Linked DNA regions of Gossypium hirsutum: region 2 is linked to region 1. The links are chromatin contacts, called in public Hi-C maps. All regions are on one chromosome and are shown on one strand. The core of a region is the stretch at or near the end of the contact, and the rest is flanking DNA. Distances in the headings are between cores, read along the strand shown. Region 1 holds the start of LOC107904411 (putative disease resistance RPP13-like protein 1). Region 2 holds the start of LOC107904403 (DNA-directed RNA polymerase V subunit 7).

The links. Hi-C and Micro-C count contacts between places; a contact is called where the count stands out from the background.
Region 2: a contact with region 1 is called in a Hi-C map of leaf, with 2.7 times the contacts expected there. The contact joins the promoter of LOC107904403 here to the promoter of LOC107904411 in region 1. A contact is called at or near these places in 5 of 34 Hi-C or Micro-C datasets (hypocotyl and leaf).

The regions. Positions count from the first base shown.
Region 1 is chrA05:33,772,283-33,778,766 of Gossypium_hirsutum_v2.1, reverse strand. LOC107904411 (putative disease resistance RPP13-like protein 1) reads left to right here and starts at 3,967. Exons shown (of 2, transcript XM_016830773.2): 1 at 3,967-6,484. The coding sequence starts at 3,990.
Region 2 is chrA05:34,024,311-34,030,794 of Gossypium_hirsutum_v2.1, reverse strand. It overlaps LOC107904403 (DNA-directed RNA polymerase V subunit 7), which reads left to right and starts at 2,889. Exons shown (of 2, transcript XM_041112273.1): 1 at 2,889-3,039; 2 at 4,371-5,074. The coding sequence starts at 4,372. The coding sequence ends at 4,902. LOC107904401 (protein unc-13 homolog) reads left to right here. Exons shown (of 26, transcript XM_041112275.1): 25 at 205-300; 26 at 805-1,417. The coding sequence ends at 954.

The sequences.
Region 1 (6,484 bases), core at 2,718-5,217:
TCTTTTTTTTTGCATACTTATAATTTTTATAATTTTAAAAAATAAATTATAGTTTTTTTAGTTTTCATAATTTTCTAAAAAAAATTTGGACTTTTATATTTTATATTTTTAATAATTTAAATCTTCTATTTTTATTTTTTAAGTGATTTTTTTGACACATTATGGTTGGTGTAAAGGCCCAAATTTGCCAGGGCCAAAGACCAAATAAATAAAACCAAAATAAAAATAATTAACAATCTAAATTTTTACAAGCCCAAAATTACAAGGTCCAACGCCCAAAACACTTAAAAATGTTCAGAAAGCCAGAAACCCTAGGGTTTCTGGCGCCGCTGCTCTCATGCCACGTCAGTGCAGCTCGTCCCAAGGCCTGACATCCTTTCTGTTATTGTTTCACCAAAGTAGCAAAAGGTTCACTTCTCTCCTCCGTTGGCCGAGAGCCGGACCTGCAAAATAAGACCAAAAGAGTACAGAAACAGGGCAGAGAAACAGTAGCAGAAACGAAAGCATAAACAGTAGCAAATATAAAATCAAATGTACTATTCGGCTATAAAAGCCACCACAATCCATGTAATTTGGACACAAGAATAATCAAAAGAAAAACAAATAATTTCAAAAGGTAGCGATTTTTCTATTTTATTTTCAAAGTAAATAAACAATAATAGGTAAATAATAAAAAACGAATCTGGTTCACTTAACGCCGTAGTCGGAGGGTTCTCCGGTTTAGAGAGTGGCGAGTCTGTGGGCTCGCCAAAAATCTCATCGGCGGCGAATGGGAACCAAAAGGTCCCTTCATTTTCTTTTGTTTTTTTGAAATTTTGGTGGATTGTTGGATGTTTTACCCTCAGATCAAGATTAGAGAGAGTGAAAAGGCCAAAACGACATTTTTTTCGTGAACTCTATCTAACGTATACGGCAACCGTTGTCGTTGACACTGTGGCTCGACAATTGGAGTTCGAGGAGGGTGAGAGAGCAAAGGGAGAGCTCTCAATTTTTTTTAAGAAATGGTGCAGAATGAAGTTTTTTTTTAAAAAAAATTAGCTTTTATAAGCCTTGTAAAATGACGTCGTTTAAGGGCTATTCCAATAGCCCAAAACGGCGTCGTTTTGACATGACTCATATCCGACCCGATCCATCCCCTAGAATCCGTGTGTTTTTGTTGGAGGGGAAATTTACGCGATCAATCCTTCCGCTTTTACAACGCGTTTCAATTTAGTCCTATCTTTTTTTCTATTTTTTAAAATTTTACCACAAACTTTTATTTTTGCTTCAATTTGGTCCTTGGACCATTTTAATGGGTAAGCACCTAAAACGGTGCCGTTTTAGGCCAACCCTTGGTCCGACTCAACCCATTCCAAAATCCGCATGTTTTCTTAGCGCATGGGTTATTTGCGCATTAGGCCCTTCTGCTTTTATGGCCGTTGCAATTTAGTCTTTTTTTTTCCTTTTAAGTTTGCCTGATAATTGTATTTTATTTCATTTAAATCCCTAAAAGAAACGACGCCGCTTTGGGGACAGGGAATAATTTCCCAATTGGTCCTCCCACCTTCACGCGCGTTTCATTTTGACCCTTCATTCTCCCTTTTCTTTTATTTATTCACAATTTACCCCTCCTATTTCATTTTAATGTCGATTTAACCCTTATTTATTTAGTTTGGACTCTTCCTAAATTATTAATTTTTATGAATTAATTTTTTTACTTTTCATATTTTATTTTATTTATTTATTTTCTATTATTTATTTTTTGGTCTGTTCTTGTATTTATTGTGCATTTTATTTATTTGTTTTGGCCTTTTTTTTATATTATTATTGTTGTCTTTATTTTTTTGATATTATTATTATTGTTATCACTATTATCATTTTTCATTATTATTATTATTCTATTATACATATTATCGTCATGATTTTTTATTATCATCGTATTTTTATGTTTTATTAGTTTATGTCGCATCACCATTCGTTAAACATGAGCTTTTCACGTTTTAGCCATTTTTTCATATATACCATACTTTAATAAACTAAATACATATCGTTTTAAATATTACATTTGTTATTATTCAAAAAAGGAAAATTTAAAAATAGGCAATGTTTTGTATTTGGAGATTCGAGAAGTCGTATCATAACTTATGGGGTTTCGATTTTCTTGTTGAATCTAAATCACCGAATATCCTCTTAAAATCAAAATACACAAGATTTAATTAAATAATAAAAAATGTGAACTTATTTTTTGATATTTTAAGGTGTTGTATTCTAACTTACAGGATATGATCTTTTGTTACCTCGAGATAAGATGACCTTTAACATACGTTTCGATTTATTCAAGCGATTTTTAAGTAAAAATAACATTAATAAAGAGGAATCATATTTTAAATTCCTTTCGAGTTTTCAACTTTTAACACTAAGACATCAAGTAATCAACTAGGTACCAATTTTGGGCATCAAGAGGGTGCTAATCCTTCCTCGTGCGTAACCGACTCCCAAACCCATTTTCTAAATTTTGTAGACCAAAAATCGTTGTTTTAGTAAATCGAATCTTTTATTAAAAAGATCAAATTACGAGGTAATCAGATCACACCTCACAAAAAAAGGGATTGGTGACGACTCTCATTTTCGTTTTTTTAAACAAAAAGTCGATTTCAAAAAGAGTTTCAACAGTTGGTTTAATTTTTTTAACGAAAAATCAAATTAAAGTAATGGGCTATACAAAATAAAAACACGAGTCAAATTGATCAAAATTGACCATTGCCAAAATGATAATTTAACTAAAATTCATTATTTTCATTTCACTTAAGAATATAATTAAATTTAATTAAAATTTGAGACATAAGACTTTTATAGATTATTAATATAGTACTTTATGAATATTGTTGTTATAGATGAAAATGTGGTATAAAAGGTAACAATAAAACATAAAAATTGGTTTTACAATAAATTTAGTTGTTATAGTAAAATGTTATAATATAGGGTTAGTTGTACATTTCCACTTAACCTTTGAATAAAATTATGAGATTGTACTATTTATAATCGGTCATATCACACGTTTTCGGTTTAATCGTTTTGGTCAATTTAACTACTGATTTGATTAATTTAAATATTAAAATAAATAAAATTTTTCTAAAATTTTAAAAATAAATAAAATAGAGGAAAAAATTTTAAAAATAAAAATAAAATAATAGAAATAGGAAAAACCAATTGGAAATGGATATAATAAATAGCCCTATCTCTCCCATAAAAAAAAGCACATAAAGCCATAAAGGAGAAGTCAAAATACATTAACAAACAGCTTAACTTTGTTAATATTTTACAACGCAAACAAACAAACAAAAAGTTTGCTAAAAAAAAACGGCTGGCCTCACCTGAACTCGACGCGGCCAGCAGCAGTTAGAGACGACGGTGGCGACTTCCGAGCTTCAAGGCAGCAGATACAACAGCAGCTGGAAAGGGGCAACACCATAGCACAGCCTCTTATTTTATGCCTACAATATGATGCTATTATTATTATTAGACTAAAAGGTTGTTGACATTACCATGCCCTTTTTAATTACATTATTATCAAGTGAGTAAAATTTTTTTATTTTAAAATTTAAAAAAAAAATTAAATTTGTTAAAAAGAAAAAGATGGATAATACAATGTTTAAGCCTGGACCCCATCAAGTTGACTTGCGTATTGGGCGTTGGATAGGACATTGGTGTCACCAGAGAAAAATTGCTTAAAAGTAACAGAATTGGTTTGAAATTATTTGGTCATTCATTACTACACGAAACGATATTGAACCATCCTCATCCCTAAAGTCAACACAAAGTTTTGATTCTTTGACAATTTTTAGCCTTGTTTTCAATCAGTGGGGGTCCATCCAGCCATATTTGAATATATAGAAAACTCAAAAGAAAATGACAGAATTTCTGTCTTAAGTCCCTTCACACTTTTAATCCAACCCCTTATTGTTGAATTATCAATCAATTCCCATCTCAGTGCTGCTCAAGGTTGAGCCATGTACTTCTCTGGAGAAATTGTCATTTCCTCTTTCTTTGAGGCCTTGTTTGCCAACTTAGTCTCTCCTGATACCCTCCACTTCGCCACTGAAAAACAGGTTCAAAAGGAACTTAACAAGCTGGAGACAGTACTGAGGACTGTCCATGCAGTGCTTGCTGATGCAGAGGAGAAGCAATTGAAGGACCAGCATGTGAAGATGTGGTTGTCCAAGCTCCGAGACTTGGCTTTCGACGTCGACGACATCTTGGACGAGTTTGCTACAGAAGCTCTTCGTAACAAGTTAAAGAAAGATAAACAAGCGCACCGAAGTAAGGTAAGGAAGATCATTCATAGCTTCACTGCAAGTTTTGGTCCGAATGCTTTCTTGTTTAGATATAAGATGATGAACAAGATTAAAGCCATTAGTTCTAGATTGGATGATTTGATCACTCGGAAAAATGAGTTGCAATTAAGAGAGCTTGATGTTGGTAGGCCTAAGAGAGTCATTGAAAGACCACCAACTAGTTCTTTGGTGAATGAAGCTCTTGTTTATGGTAGAGAATATGATAAAAATGTAGTGATTGATTTGCTTTTAATGGATGGTGATACCGACGTTCAAGTTTCTGTCGTCCCCATTGTTGGCATTGGAGGAATTGGTAAGACAACTCTTGCTCAACTAGTTTACAATGATAATAAGGTCCAAGATCTTTTCGACGTCAAAGCATGGGTGTGTGTTTCTGAAGATTTCAATATCGTTAGGATAACAAAATCGATTTTGCAGTCGGTCACTTGTGATGCATCATGCAATGATGTAAATGATCTGAATTTGCTTCAAGTCAAATTGAAGGAGAAGCTGTCCAAAAAGAAATTTCTGCTTGTTTTGGATGATATTTGGAATATGAGTTACAATGATTGGACCATCCTTCGATCTCCTTTCGAAGTAGGGGATTCGAGAAGCAAGATTCTTGTGACAACGCGAAACCAGAACGTCTCATCAGTTATGAAAACGGTTCCGGATTACTCATTGAAAGAACTGTCAAATGATGATTGTTTGTTCATTTTAGCTCAACATTCCATAGGAGCCAAAGATTTCAGTGGTCATTTGGACTTGAAAGAACTTGGAGAACAGATTGTGAAGAAGTGTAAAGGCTTGCCCTTAGCAGCTAAAACAATCGGAGGCCTGCTTCGAACTAGTGTTGATCCAGATGCATGGAAAGTTGTATTGGAGAATGAGATATGGAATTCATCAGAAGAGCAAAGTGGTATAATTCCAGCTCTAAGGCTGAGCTACTATCACCTTCCACAACATCTAAAACAATGTTTTTCGTATTGCTCAATTATCCGTAAAGACTATGAGTTCGGAGAGGAGGAAGTAGTGCTGTTATGGATGGCAGAAGGAATGTTGCAACAAGTAAACACTAAAAGGCTGCAAATCGAAAAACTAGGTAGCATGTACTTTCAAGATCTTGTGTCAAGGTCTTTCTTTCAAAGATCTAGCAGGAATAAATCTCAGTTTATGATGCATGACCTCATCAATGATCTAGCTCGATCTGATGCAGGAGACATATGCTTTAGACTAGAGGGTGATGAGAAAATTTCGAGCTGTGCTCGATACTCATCCTTCATCGGAAGTAGGTATAATGGATTCAAAAGGTTCCATACATTCGGTGATGCAGAGCATTTACGAACATTTATGTCATTTATGTTGCCAAATGATGGAGACTGCTACCTATCTAACAGTGTTCTTATCGATTTGTTGCCGAGATTGAGATGCTTAAGAGTGCTCTCTCTCGAAGGGTACTACATCACCAAGCTACCAGATTCAATTGGTGATCTGACACATATCCGCTACCTTAACTTCTCTTACACTAAAATCAAAAGCCTTCCCGAATCTATATGTACACTCTTCAACTTACAAACATTGTTGTTGAGAGGCTGCGATCGCCTTAAACACTTAGGGTCTGATTTGAGACTTTTAGCCAATCTACAGCGTCTTGATATTACTGATGCTAATTCAATTGAAGGGATGCCGTTTGGAATCGGTGAATTGATTGATCTCCAGTCAGTGTCCAACTTTGTTATAGGCCAAGGTGTTGGATATCAGATAAGGGAGCTGAAGAATTTATCTGATCTCAAAGGTCAACTTTCTATCTCAGGATTGGAACATCTTGTCAATGCTCAAGATGCAACGGAGGCTATGTTGTTCAGTAAGTTCAGCCTTGATGATCTAGAATTGAAATGGACTGCGGACGTGAAAGGTGATTTACAAAACGCAGGAGTCGAAAAAGAAGTGTTGAGCTTACTTCAATCGCATAAGAAACTTAAGAAACTCTCCATCAAGTGTTATGGTGGTCAGACATTCCCGAATTGGATCGGAGATTGTTCATTAAAAAATTTAATGTTCTTAGAGTTTGAACATTGCCACAAGTGTATTTCATTACCTGCACTTGGACAACTGCCGTTTTTGAAGGCCCTTTATGTCAAAGGAATGGATTATGTCAATAAGATAGGTGT
Region 2 (6,484 bases), core at 1,640-4,139, 250 kb before region 1:
TTTCTCCCCTGATTTGAGTGCCTTTTTTTGTTTAGAAAAACTTAGACCTTTAGATGAACCATTTTTATGTTGGCAATAAAATCCTCCCATCACAATAATTTTGGCGAAAGGTGCTATAAACTGATTGGACTTACTACTTCAATTTCATTTTCTATTCTGTGCAATTTGACACTGATCTATTCACATTAATGTTGGTTTACTTAGGAATTCTTTATTTCTGGAGGTGATGGACTTCCTCGAGGAGTCGTTGAAAATCAAGTTGCTCGTGTTCGGCTTGTTGTAAAGTTGCACGGATTGGAGGTAAGATATGCAGCCTTTGACTATTATTGTCTCAAATCTCCCTTTTCAAAACGGTGGGAGGTACATTTGCTACTAGCTATCTTAATATCGGGTGAGTGCCTGATACGAGCATGTATCCCATACGAGTATGTTTTACTTTTTTGAAGTCATTCCATGTGTTTGGATGGTCTTTGGAGGGTTATATTTCCCATATTCATGTCCAATATCCGTTGAGCACAGATGTCGGACAAGGGTCTTAAAGAAAAATGAAAAAATTTAGAAACATAGGCTACCAGTACTATGGTGAAAGACTAAGAAAATGAGAAATTCTTACCTGGTAGTTTAATAACAAATAAAAATATTCTGACCATAGTGACTACATTTATCTCCTGTTTCAGTGTTTATTTATTTTTAATCCATTTCTTTTTCCTGCAAAGGACTATCTTTTAGATTTCCTGCAAACGAGTATTTTTCAAATTTATTGGAGATATGATGTTATTTATTTTTGGACTTTATCATTTGCAGACTCGAGAATTGGTCGAGGACTTGAGATCTTCAAGTGGCAAACTAGGTGCTGATAACCAGACTCTACTGAGAATACTATGCCACAGGGCTGATTCAGAGGCATCCCAGTTTGTCAAGAAGCAGTATAAGATACCCAAGTCTTCTGCATAGGCTGTAGTTCGACTCAGAATCGGCTTGAAGTAGGAGAAAGCGTTGACTTGAAATCTGGCTTGACGTAGGAGAAAATGGCAAATATGCATCAGCCGGTTTGTGTGAAATATAAGTTCATCACTCCCTTGTAAGAGAAAACAACTGGATTTTCTTTCATCCTTCTTTATGGCATCTTTAAATCACTCTGTTCTCTTTGTATGTTTACATAATCACATTTGAGTTGTGTATATGAGATGGAAACCATACCATGGCCAAGTACAGCTGTTTTGAGCCTTTGGAGCTATGTTACCTGGCTTTCATTTTTCCTAAGATACTCGCCATACATTCAAACTTGAGTTTGAGATTTTTAGCTTTCAAATATATAGATTTTTTTTAAAAGGAAAAAAAAATTGCATACCTGTACGGACTCATTTGTATTCGACATTTATGGATTTGGAACGAGTTAAAAGTGCTCTGGTAAGTAGCATGTGGCTTCCTCAGTAGAATTTTGGCCCACTTTGATGTTTACCTTTTTTTTTAGTTTATTTTGATACTTTGGTATTTGGATCTATTTTGATTAGTAAATTTGAAAGAGTGTAAAAGTTTGATAACGCGGCATTTTAAAATTGTGTTATGTCATTAGATTCAATCTTTTTTAAGTAATGATGTGGCATAGTTTTAAAGTATCACATTATTAAATTTTTATATATATTTTAAATATTTTAGGATTAAGTGAACTTAATTGACAAGTTTAAGAACTAAAATCAATATATATATTAAAATGGATCTAGTAATTAAATTTAGGGTTCAAAATTATATTAACCTTTATGTTGACCTTGCGAATAAAGTAGAATGCTAATAAATGATTTAGATTGTGGTTATGAATGTAATCTTTTTTTTGTAAGGTATATAATGAATATTATTATGATAGTTATGATATTTATCGGAAATTTTTATTTGATTAGAAGTTGATAAATGTGATCACTAAAAAAACTCGAGTAAAACTTGAATTTAAATTTAAATTCAAGTTTTGTTTCTAGAGCTTAAGCTCGATTTCAGTTAAAAATTCAACTTGGGTCTTACTTTTTACCTAATAAAAATTAACTTAATTTTCATATTTAAACTATTTATATTTAAAGTTGAGGTGTAATTGAGAATTTTTAATACTAATTAAAAATAAAAATATATTATAAATAAAAAAATTTAGTTGGCTTGTACATTATTTGATTAAAGTATTAAGCTTTAGTAGACTTTGCACAAATCTCTTGATTATACTCTTTTAAATACGATAGGCATGATGAAAAAGACAGCTACAAAATAGTTCACAGTATTATTTGTTATGCATGTGACACTTCCCATCGTTTCTATAAATAAATTTGCGGTTGCAATTTAGACTTACCCTTCTTTCTATCTAATACCTTTTAACTTAAAAATATTAGCTCCACGTTAAAAAGGAAAATTAAGAAATAATCATCTCATTATTTTTATTGAACTTTAATTTTTATTATTTAAATTATTGTTTGGCAATGTAGAAAAAAAATTATAGACAATTTCTTTTTGTCAAATCATAGATGGATTTGTTGAGGAATCAGGCTGACATTTTCAAGGAGCTCAAATGGTATCATTTACCTTAACAATAATATAAGTCAGGGATTCAAATCCCATCAAGAATAAGACGTTTACGTCACCTCTTGATTACACCCTCATTACTTTTTGATGGGTAACTATACGTGAGTAACTATACATCTACGTATAGTAGGGTTGAATCAAGAATAAACTGATTGAATTATAGTTCTAACTTGAATTTTCAAAGGAAAAAGCAAAAAGCTTTAAATCGATAAAAAACAAAAAATTACAGACTAAAAAGAAAAAAAGAGAGAAATACAGTAGACCGGAATTTGTGACATTCTTTTAAAAAAAGGCCCATGTCCAAGGTCCATTATCGGTTTTACAAATTAAACCCAATTTTAGGCGAACAATTTAGAGCTTTAGGGCAGGGAAGATCATTTTTTCTTTTCTTTCTACTCTTAAGTCCACAGCAGCCTGACAGGTCATTACCAGTTTCACTCTTTAGCAGCTCACACTCTTTCCTTGTTTATTTTACAGGTTAGTTTTGCTTCACCTCTAATCTGCAATATTTGTTATATTATTCACCAAAATAAACCTCATCCACTTACCTTGTCTTGATCTGAATCTTTTGTTCTCCTAATTTTGATTCTTTTTAAAGTATTTCATTTTTAGTTCGAGATATATGATTTCCATTGGGCTTTTCTTTGACTGATTCTATTGCATGTTCGATTGAACAGATGAAAAGTTTTTCAAGGTGGTTCTCTTCTTGTTCTTTGATTGTTTTCCGAATGGCTTGTGATTTCGACTAGTTGAGTTCTCTTTTTTTGCATTTCTTGAATTTTTTTAATGATAAAATTGTGGGTTTTAATATTAAGAGGATGTTAACATGGAGTTTATGTTTTGGTTTCTGTATTGAATTAAGTTGATGTTTTTCTTTAGAGAAGATTGATTAGTTGGGTGAGATTCTATATTCAGGATTTAATCACGAATTCTGCCTGGTAGTATGTGTGGATGCGGATCAGAAAATTGCCTTCGTTTGTGTTTATGGATTATCACTATTGTTGTTGTTTAATCGGGCATGTAATGTAATGATGATAGTTTAGATCAATGTTACTTGGACTCGAGTGTGATAGCCGGATATGGTACGTGTCCAACACAGTATGTTCAAATATTTCATGCATTTGGAGGACCATTGGAGGTTCAGAACCCCACACCCATATATGCATGATATATTCACTTTTTTTCTTATTTTTTCCCTTGCATTTGGAGGATCATTTGAGGTTATGATCCCATACCCTTGTTCGGATGTATGGCAAACATGGATAATTCACACAAACAAAAAAAGAGATGAGTCAGAGCAACGTAGGTATAACACCTCTGGGAGTTTGTTAATCATACACATTCGTTTGGAACTACTTTGCTTTTAAAAGGGTTTCCCTTGTTTTGTGAAGAATTTCAATGGTAATGTTCCGATTTGTCAATGACTATGAAAATTTAGTTATGAGTTGTGGGTCGTTGAGCCTACTGAATCTGCTCACCTTGTTTTGTTTAGAAAATTTCAATTTCTTTTGAAGGAAATGGCATGGTTTTCCATTCATAGTATCTGTTTTCTGTTGCTTCATGTTTGATTATCGGTTTGGTGTTATCAGTATTTATGGAATTGAGAATTAGTGATGATGTGAAACGGGCATTGTTGGGTTTATTCATTACAATTGGGTAATGTTTTAAGTGGTTGAAAACTAAGTTGTAGGTGAACCTTTTTCAGTTTTTGAATTCTTCTAGATTGGTATACCATTTTTTGGCTCTGAAGGACATTAATTTCATTGTGAGTTTCGTTTTTTTTTTGTTTTTAATGTTGTTTTCTGCAGAATGTTTCTCAAGGTGCAGATGCCATGGAATGTCATAATTCCTGCTGACAGCTTGGATGCCAAAGGCTTGATGCTCAAAAAGGCAATAGTGATCCGCCTTATGGATGAATTTGCTTGCAAGAAGGCCACCAAGGATCTCGGATATTTCATGGCTGTAACAACCCTAGAGAGCATTGGCGAGGGCAGAGTTAGACAGAACTCAGGAGATGTGCTTTTCCCTGTTGTCTTCAGCGGAATTACATTCAAGATGTACAGAGGAGAGATTCTGCAAGGGGTTGTACATAAGATACTAAAACATGGAGTGTTTTTGAGGTGTGGCCCAGTCCAAAACATATATTTGTCTCACATAAAAATGCCCGACTACCACTATGTGCCCGGGGAGAATGGTATATTCATGAACGACAAACACTCAAAGATTGATAAAGATGTGATCGTTAGGTTTATCGTGATTGGGACCAAATGGATGGAGGCCGAGAGGGAATTTCAGGCGTTGGTGAGTTTGGAAGGTGACTACTTAGGACCAGTTTCCTGAATATATGACTTTGGTCAACCTATGTACGTATTAGGAACATGTAGTTTTTGCGACTATAGGGCTAACTTATGATGTTAACTTGGTTTTATAGCTTTTGTAAAACTCCTCGCTTATAGGTGATGGATGTGATGGTATATTTGCAATATTCATAAATTTAGTGTTGCATTGTTCAGCCTCCTTTTTAATACCTTGGATCAATGGTTGAAGGATCGTGTCTGTGTCAAAACTTTTCTTCACTAGCTTCGCATATAAGAGGAGCTCTGTAATTGTGAAGTGTGTTGCAAGGTATTGCAATTGTGCAGTTAGCAACCTGTTGAATTACCCCATGTTATGCCGTCGCATATTACCTGTTTCCCTAGATATGAAATGAAAGCAACACAATTATGGTATGCTGGTTCAAACACATTATGCTCCGGCTGTTTGTCCAAGTTGATTTGCCTAAAGTCTCCTTCCCACACTCGCCCACCTAAGCAGCCTTATACATCACATGCATCCATCTCAGGCCCTTGTGCCATAATAGGGTTTATAGCTGATCTAACAATCATTCAAAGAATGAAGTTTCCAATGTCGTAGCAATTGACGAGTAATAAAAAAGATGATGTGTGTTTCTTCCTGGTTTTCCTGGAAGTATCAACTCCATTCATACCCAAAGCTATTTCTGAATGTTCACAATGTTTGACAGTCTACTTATATTCCACCTTTTATTAGTACACTCAAACCTGTAGCATTACTAATCTTATTCGCAACTGTCTTGTCCCATTCTCTTAGGTGCCCATCTGACATCATAACTGCCAATTGGTGCGATATCTACACGTCCCTTCCATGTAGTATACTCCTCCAAACTTAAGAGGCTTGACTTTTTGGATTCAACCCTATCAAAATTATATTTGCTGTACCATAGTGTTTTGAACAATTTAACTTGTTCCATTAAAATACGTCAGGCTTGATTCATAAGCCTGGCTTTCTTAAGGGCCCCTTTGGGCTACATAACCAGTCCCTCCTTTCAGCATTTTCACCATTCCAATAAAAGTTACATACAGTAGCAGGTTCTTTGAAGCAGGACATGTGATAAACATGCATATTGCTCAGCTGTGTGTCACACACGGCCATGTGGATAAGCCCAAGCTGTGTGCATCTTAAAAAGCTTCAAAAATACGGCATGCTTTCATTCAAAACTTAGTACTAAACCAAATAAAAAAAACCATTTCTATACTTTAAAAACACATTTAAACAAGCCTAAAACATGCCAAAACAATCAATCTAAGTGCCTAATCAATGTGTCCTCATTGACACCACAATTCAATTATCAACCTCAATTCACATGACACATCAACTAATTTGCATTCAAATTTATAAGTTAATATATAAAATTCATATCGAGCTTATAATTTCTTCTTATTCATTCACATTCATTCCTACTATGATTCAAATATTTGAATAAGATTTATATCAAAAGACCAAAACAACTTTATATAAACATATTCACACCAAGATTAAAGGCACAAACACAAGTAAGTTTATACCAAGCTTAATACATAAAATTTGTAATAAGTATCCAAGAATATACAAATACACCTATTAC